Linked DNA regions of Mus musculus: region 1 is linked to region 2. The links are chromatin contacts, called in public Hi-C maps. All regions are on one chromosome and are shown on one strand. The core of a region is the stretch at or near the end of the contact, and the rest is flanking DNA. Distances in the headings are between cores, read along the strand shown.

What was found. Hi-C and Micro-C count contacts between places; a contact is called where the count stands out from the background.
Region 1: a contact with region 2 is called in a Hi-C map of uterus, with 5 times the contacts expected there. The contact joins two enhancer-like sites. A contact is called at or near these places in 1 of 15 datasets of contacts at CTCF or cohesin (stem cell-derived epiblast-like cells), 55 of 484 Hi-C or Micro-C datasets (3T3-L1-derived adipocytes, the AtT-20 cell line, B cells and 31 more), 2 of 115 datasets of contacts at active chromatin or transcription factors (astrocytes and embryonic basal ganglia) and 1 of 9 other capture datasets (embryonic stem cells).

Annotation. Positions count from the first base shown.
Region 1 is chr1:61,777,996-61,782,530 of GRCm38.p6, reverse strand. All of the region lies in intron 2 of Pard3b (par-3 family cell polarity regulator beta), which reads right to left. The region is part of intron 3 of Pard3bos1 (a long non-coding RNA gene); the gene reads left to right. Among named protein-coding and RNA genes, the nearest start is that of Pard3bos1, 85 kb to the left of the region's middle. Within about 2 kb of position 2,375, at least 12 of the 459 cell types and tissues checked have an H3K27ac peak or open chromatin away from gene starts, as enhancers often do. A contact at or near this core is called in uterus, where this site is marked.
Region 2 is chr1:61,057,879-61,062,106 of GRCm38.p6, reverse strand. No RefSeq gene overlaps it. Among named protein-coding and RNA genes, the nearest start is that of Icos, 82 kb to the right of the region's middle. Within about 2 kb of position 1,991, at least 4 of the 459 cell types and tissues checked have an H3K27ac peak or open chromatin away from gene starts, as enhancers often do. A contact at or near this core is called in uterus, where this site is marked.

The DNA.
Region 1 (4,535 bases), core at 1,126-3,625, 720 kb before region 2:
AATGATTCAGACATTGTCTTCCAGTCGTAACAGGGCTGGAGTACCCATGAGCACCATAGCTTGGATTGCCTACACAAGACCTTCACGAGATCAAGCCAGTCAACAACCCCATTACGAGGAACTATGTGAGCATCATGAAGAAGAAGACATAAGCAGATGATGTCTGCTCAGGGAGAAGAGTGAGGTTTCTTCAGGGTTGTGGTACCCAGTAGTTGTCCATGTTCTGGTACACAGCCCTATGGTCATGCATATATGGATGGCACTAATTGGACTCAGGAATAGAAGTATATCATATGCATATATGAAATTCTCAACGATTCATTTTAAAACTACTACTTCAGAGGAAGTCATGCCCCACACATTTCTTTTCAGATTAGGAAAAAGATAATGTAATTGATATGAAGTTGAGAGGATGGAAGGGTCCCTCCCAAGAAGAGTGGTTAGTTGTAAATATGACCACAATACACCCAATAAACTCTCAGAAAATTAATAATACCATATTAAATAATAAATAAAAGTAAAAAGAGATTTAATCTGTGGCATTAATAAAGGAAAAGTTAAGTGTACAAAATTATATTTATACAAAATAGACTTTCAAGATTAAAATTATGTTTGTTTGTTTTTTTAATTAATATTTTTATTACATATTTTCCTCAATTACATTTCCAATGCTATCCCAAAAGTCCCCCATACCCTCCCCCCCACTTCCCTACCCACTCATTCCCATTTTTTTTGGCCCTGGCGTTCCCCTGTACTGGGGCATATACAGTTTGCGTGTCCAATGGGCCTCTCTTTCCAGTGATGGCCGACTAGGCCATCTTTTGATACATATGCAGCTAGAGTCAAGAGCTCCGGGGTACTGGTTAGTTCATAATGTTGTTCCACCTATATGGTTGCAGATCCCTTTAGCTCCTTGGGTACTTTCTCTAGCTCCTCCATTGGGAGCCCTGTGATCCATCCAATAGCTGACTGTGAGCATCCACTTATGTGTTTGCTAGGCCCCGGCATAGTCTCACAAGAGACAGCTACATCTGGGTCCTTTTAGCAAAATCTTGCTAGTGTATGCAATGGTGTCAGCGTTTGGAAGCTGATTATGGGGTGGATCCCTGGATATGGCAGTCTCTAGATGGTCCATCCTTTTGTCTCAGCTCCAAACTTTGTCTCTGTAACTCCTTCCATGGGTATTTTGTTCCCAATTCTAAGGAGGGGCATAGTGTCGACATTATGTTTGTTTTTAAATCTCTCCTGTGTATTTCAAGGAAAAATGTTTAAAAAGCAACTAGACCTAACATTTTACTAATGGTGCTGTAGAAGAAATGGAGCTCGTTCTACTCAGCATCAGAGCAGTGATCAGAACTATTCCAACCCCTGCACAGCATGATCACCTCCATGTTCATTTAACCGGGATTTTGATAGGAGTCCACGCCATATTTAAGATTCTTAAAAAACCAACATTAAAAAAAACAATTTTCTATAAGTTTTAAAAAATTTTTATTTACTCTTGTGTGGTAAGTTCTATTTATTCTAATTTCATACATGAACCGAACTGTTCATATGCCAGCCATTCCCTGCTGTTCCTCTAATACCTTACCCACCACTCCAATATCCTACTCAAAAATATGATTAAGTCTTCAACTTTTGTCTGAAAAATATATCATTTTAATATTACAATTAGTAGAGTATTTATTGGTCTGAATCACAGCAGATTCTTCAAACAGAAAGCAAAGAAAGGATGCTAAAAGTGTAAACGGGCATGAAATGCAATGTCCATATCTGAAATCATCTTTCAAACAATAGACACGCCATCAAGATGGCGCAGCAGGCAGACTGCTGATCACCAAGCCTGATGACTGATTCAGTCTCCAGGACCTACATGGTAGAGGGAGAGAATCAATTCCCTCCCACAAGATGTCTTCCGATATCCACCGGCATGATGTGGCACACACAGACACACATACACCCTAAACAAACCAACAAACAAATAGTGTGTGATAAAATCTGAATATAAACAATGACAAAATTATGTTAATTCAAAAATTGGATTAATTTCATTATATATGTGCTTTCTTAATTATGCACATAAAAGGGATGCATATACCCATCTTCGGGTAATAATTACTTTGGCTGGGTTTCATTAGATGAGCTGAGTAATCTCATTCTTATACTGTTCTACATTTAAAGCATTTTGACATTTAATAAGTAATAATTTTAGAATATTTTTAAAGTTAAAGAAAAGAAAGGAAAAATTAGACCTGCACCTTGTGCTCAAAAGTGTTTCACAATTTATTCTTAACAAGTTATCCAACATTCTGTGTGCAGCTTGGCTCCAGCAGGACAGACTTGTAAGTGTTTTGCCTGAGATGAATTCCTAAGTCATTCAGACTGTAAACACTATAACCACGTTACTGGCATTGCCCCAAAGTAAACGGTCAGGAGCACGATGCAGATGCCAGCTTTTATGTGTGCTTTCTGCTCCACGTCTAATGGACAGAGAACGAAGATATTTTAAAACAATGATTTGGCTGAGATATTAATCAACCTGATGTCATAATAAAAGATTGTGTGTCAAAAACTCAATCCAGCATTGCATTCCTCTCCTTATATGGAGACACTAGCTAATTTTAAAGCCTTTGTGGTGTTTATTTCTTAAGAAGTACACTACTGTCAAAACAGTGCCCAATGTATTTCTACCATAATAATTCTCACTGTTCAAAACCACATTTTCCATTAAAAAAAAAGTCTAAATCTTAAATTACCCATATTTACTCTTGACAACCTTAGGCTATCAGATACTGTACTTGCATACAAGAAACATTTCTCCATTTAAGAGGGAAATATTTAGTTTTAAAACCCCAAAGCAGTGTGTTAAATTAAACTTATCAGGGAATGTGTTAGGCCAAATGCTCTTTTCAATCAATCTGGTATTCATTTTCAGCTTCTGACTTCCAAACAATAGAAAATGTTTAAGGAATACTACCTTCAAGATTTTAAAAGTTCTCTTCTATTTAAATATTAATTTACAATATTAAAGTAGGAAAATTGCACAGGTTTCAATCTATACACATAAAAATGTGCACACAACTCTAATGTTTAAAGTTTATTTGTCTAAGTAGTATTGCTTTGTGTGTTCACTATATGTGAACACGCAATTTATTTCATATTAAAGTCTCTGTTGAGCAGAGGATATTTCCTTCATTATGTTCGGTCATTACAATTAAATGCCTAACTTACTTAAATAGAAGTTCCTATTTGGGAAAGAGATGTTTGTGTGGCTTATTTATACCCCTGCCATCAGGTCTCCCTAAAGAAACACCGCTCTATCATTTTTTCTATCACTCTCTTGTGCGCATTTTTCTCTGTTACTTCTTCATGTTCATCATAGCAATTTAAAAATAGTCAAACACCAGGTCATTGAATCTTCAAATGACTTCTTACTAATCAAGTCCATTTACCCACCTCAATATTTACATGGTATTTTTACAAATTCTTCTGGTGTCTCATCCACTTGACCTCAGTTCCAAATTATGCTTTGTCCTTGAGGGGAAAAAAGGAAAGTTCTGTAGCTGCTTCAAAGAACCCTAGGTTTAATTGTTATCTAGCCACTTCAGAAAAGAACAATTATGGTTTTGATGTCATAGTAAGAAGGGATAACATTTTTTACATTACTTGGGTATGAGACACATTGACTGTGTCACACACAAGCACAAATGTTCCCAGTGTCTAAAGAATTGGACTTCTTGTTTCCTTGGAGAACAGGAAATTTTCTATAACCACCCCATCCAGGGCCAATTGCTCCTTGGGAGTTTCTGATTTGCCTTTGCTACATCAGGGACATCATGATATCTCTTCACCCAACTTTTCATCATGATTCCATAGCTAAATAGTAAAAGGGAGAGCCATAAAGTCAAGCCCCTCTTTCCTTTCCTTTTCTTTTCTTTTCTTTCTTTAGTTAGATATTTTCTTTATTTACATTTCAAATGTTATCCCCTTTCCTAGTTTCCCCTTTGAAAACCCCCACCCCGTCTCACCGCCCCCTGCTCCCCAATCCACCCACTCCCATTCCCAGTCCTGGCATTCCCCTATACTGGGGCATAGAACCTTCACAGGACCTAAAGGCCCCTCTTTTCTAAGAGGATCTGGAAATCAATCAATCAATCAATCAATCAATCAATCAAAGATGATAATTTCTGAGGGGACACTGGAATACCACAGCTGACCCCATAACAAATGAGGGAGAGATTGTAAAATTGTCATCTTTCCCTGGCAAACTTTTAAGGTAGTTTACTTTTGCTTTTTTATTTTTTTAAAGAAAAAAAAATTGTTTGCTTCCAACAGTCTGCAGTTTCTTCATGTAAATAAGATTGAATCTAGATGAAGGGAAATCCCAGCAGTTTGAGTTTAGTCACACATATTTCACCTATGTAAAAATAGAAATTCCAAAGTCCAGGGAACAGACCCCATAGGTATAGCTGGGTGACAAACAGTTTCAGTTTTGTTTTGATAAAAATCTATACGAGTTTCTGTAATGACTGCAC
Region 2 (4,228 bases), core at 742-3,241:
ATGTAGCCATTAACCCCAGCTGGCTGCAGAGAGCTTTTTGTTAGGCTGCAGAGTGTAGGGGGTTTCTGTTTAGAGCATCCCTAGGGGTCCTGGTGTTCGTACTGCTTTGTTGCATTCTACCATGTTGCTATTTTCCTATTGATCACTTAGGAGAGAGTCAAATTAGCCATTATAATTATTACCTCATCAAGATTGGGTGAAAGGCTGCCCAGAACTTGTCTTTTTTTTTTTTCCACTGCAATGTTTCCAGCACCTAGAATAACCTCTGACACATAGTAGGTCCCCACATAACTATGAATGGGAAAAATCTGTAATCCAACAAATTCCTAGGGCTCTGTAGCCATTCAGTCATGACACCATAACCCAGTTTCAGGAGAAGCATTTAAGGCAAACCAAACAAACAAGAGAGAAAAAAATCTATTTGTAGGTTAAAAGTTTAGGTTATCAGTAATTTATGCTTCAACATATGGATCCTTGAGAATTAGTGTGACTGAGAAGGTTGATGGTCTAAAAGGGAAGGAGGGGGTGATAATGCAGACCCGTAACCCGTCTATGGCACTCAGGGTCCCAAGATAGGAGTTTAGAAGTTTGAGACCAGCTTGAGCTAAATCACAAAACTCTTTCAAAAAGAAGGGAAGAAAGAAAAACAGAAAGAAAGAAAGAAAGAAAGAAAGAAAGAAAGAAAGAAAGAAAGAGAGAGAGAGAGAGAGAGAGAGAGAGAGAGAGGGAGGGGGAGGGAGGGAAGAAGGGAGGGGGGAGGGAGGGAAGGAGGGAGGAAGGGAAGGCAGAGAGGGAGGGAGGGAGGGAGGAAGGAGGGAGGGGGAGGGAGGGAGGGAGGGAGGAGGGGAAGGCAGAGAGGGAGGGAGAAGATAAAGGAGAAAAGGAAGAGGAAGAAAGAGACCTTTCCAACTCCAAATGATTATAGCTTTAAATAAGTCATCATATCTCTAAGCAGATTCCTAAAATATAAAATAAATAAAAAGAAAAAAGGAAGGGAACTTTGGATAGCAGAAACTTCTAACATTATATTAGATAGATGCTTCTCACTCAACTTCTGCAGTCCACTCTCAAGGAAGATATTTTTATGCCCATTTTGCAGATAGGAAACTGAGTATCAGATGGTTAAGAAATTTGTTAAAGGACTAACAGGCAAAAAGTAGAAAAGATTTCATTTATTCTAAAGTCTTAACCACACAGGGGATGTGTTTCAATGGTATCCTGGGAATGCTCAAACAGAATTTGGCCATCTTATCAGTTTTGCTAAATTTTGTGTCACTGAGGGTACTCTCTTGGCAGAGCTGGGCCACTTTGGTGGGTCTGTGAAAGAGCAGATCCAGAGGGTCACCTCTATAACCACACAGACAAAAGTCTGTAAACTACTCCCACCTTCTCTTCACAAACGCTATAGTGCTGCTGCAGCAACCACCCGGGCAGTCAGAACCCCAGTCCCCTATCCCAAGCACTTCTGATCTCCTTAAATAAATACAGAGAAGTTCTAAATGTCCAGAAAGCAAAGGTCGAACTGAGAGCTAAACAACATTAAATTATTAAAATTCCTGAATATCAAATAAAAGTCCCAGACACTAGGTAAATTAGTGGGATGTTTACACTCGAACTGGATAATTTCTAATCTAATTTGTAGTGGCATTTGGAACATTGCTGACCATTTGAAATAAATAGTATGTTATCTTAGATTTGGATGATTAAGATACTCTGCAAGGATCTGTTTCATAGTACAACACAGGCTAGCAAAGGAATATTGCTTTCAGAACGACTACTGCCAAACTGGGATTGTTTTCAGGATATACATGGCTGACGATAATTGTGTGCAACATCAATCTTATCACCCTACAGAAAACTCAAACAAGCTTTCATGGATAATAGCTGAGGCAGAAATAAACATGATTTAGAGAGCTTTTATTCCAGGGGGTAATTGTTCACTCTGGCCAGCAGTTGAGAACTATAAACAATGTTCGGGAAGTCAGAAACAAATGTTTTAATTTTAGTGAGTTAAAAAGTTCGCGAAAGAACATCTGAGAAGAACAAGACCCCTCTTGGAAGCGTGAGTGAAAACGACTACGTCCTCAGAAGTGCGGCTTTCCAGGAGAGCGTTTGGAGAACTGGAAAGTTGGACTCCCTTCAGCCCAGCTTCCTAATTTCTGCATCTCTGGTCTCCTCTTGTGCCAAGAGAAAAAAAGCAAGGCAAGTGTGAGAATGGAAAATGGATACTTTCTGTGATGCTTGCGGGTGTCACAGCCCTCATGTCTCAAGGCAAAGTGTCTAAGAGGTAACGGCGACTCATCGGGACAGAATCATTCTGGACCAGTTTTGAACTGTATCAGTGAGTAGGGTGACAAGAGCATTCCAGCAGTACATTGCTAGGTTTCAGGATTATAAAATATTGATTTCAGAAATGAATAATATGAACCAGGAGTTCATGCATAATCGTGTTTAATGTCAGATTCAGGTGTATGGGTATGTAGGTGAACCACATTCTGGTCAATAAGTATTAAGAACTACTGTATGATTGCATGTAATGCCTGCATTGGAAGAGACAACATTATCCAATAACCTTCTGGGAAAAGGAAAAGGGAAGAAGTAGGAAACCTAGCAAAGATCAAGTCCATGCCAGCTGTGGTTCTAAGCCTTTTATCTTTAATGAGGCAATGCTTCAAGGGACACATTAGAATTTTATGAATGAAGTGTGAATGAGACAGTTGTGAGATGACATGACCCTATATAAAAAAGCCTCATGGCTAACACACCCAAGCTCAATAGTTCATGAATCTTAGGGAATAGCATAGATAGAAAGGATAAAATCATTTATGAGTGACCACTACAAGTGTTTTCGTGAAGAAGGTGGTCCTTGGAGTAGATTTTCAACACACATGTATGGTGGTGAGACATGAAACGATGTCTGGATGAGAAGTTGAATGCCATAGCAAAAATTCACATAAGCAAAAGTAAAACTCCATTCATAAAATATGCATAAGACAGTGGCCACTGGATAAGATCAGATGGAGAAATTCTGGTCAGAAGAGAAAGTACACTTGGCAAAGTGTAGTACATGGAAACTCAATGAGAAGAAAAGACTTAGGTGTTGAGATGCTGTTTGATAGGAGAAAAAGCAATTCAAGTAAGGTTGATGAAGAAGTTCTTAGCCACTGAGGCACACAGTCCTGTCTTGACATCATTAGAGAATGCGTTATGAAAACATGGCTGCTTTAGGAAGATAACACTTTGTCTGATATGGTAGAAACTAGAACAGGAATAAAACCCTACACAGAGAGATGAGCATATCCCTTTCACATGACCACCACAGTCTGAACTAGAGTCACAGAAGTAAACAGAGAAAAAAGGAAAGTGGTGGGCTAATTTAAAGGAAGAGTCTATGGGACTTTGTGATACAGATAGATAGTTACAATGAAGTGTGTGTAGGTGAGTTCTAGATCTTCTGCTAGGCAGTGGAAGAACCCTTGACAATATATGCAAAGGTTTAAAATGAGTACATAAAAATCAGCTCCAGCAAGCTCTGGAAGCATCCATGATTTAACTAGCTAGCTTGTCTTCACCCAACACATGCTAACAATTAAACGCGGGAGCTAGGGAGAAGGGCTAAAGAGTGCAAGGAATGGTTTATAATGTTTACCTTTCAGTCCAAATATTATCTTTCTGTAAGAGATTTTCAGAATGAGGGCAAGGGACTTCAGAGTAACTCCACAGTGTGGAGTGATCAAAAATTAATGTGATCACATTAGTCCCATTGGCCTCCAGGAACTCTCAAGTCATCTACAGTTTCATAACCCAATGTCAATGATTTGGGCAGCATTACCATGCTGCCCTGGCCACCAGTTTAACATATGAGATGTTCTATTATGAGAACAGCAGGACCTGAAAATATCTAGTTGATGAAAGTAACAGTCCTGAACCAAAACTGGGGTTGTGACCCTCTAGGTCTTCATTTCTCAATGGGAAAAGAAGAGGTGGATAGAAGGAATCTCACATGACCTGGCCACCACCTCTGAGCTGGTGCAAACTGATGCTAGCCTACCATTGCCTGGAGCCTGCCCAGAGTATCTGGTTCCATAAGATCTTGACTCTAGTCTTAAAATATAAATTTGGATTTCCTTTTCACACTGGATGTTCATCCTTCCAAAGGTCTTCTGCAGCAACTGTAATGAATGTGGCCCTCAAGCCCTTCCAGGGTCTTTACATTGATACAACAATT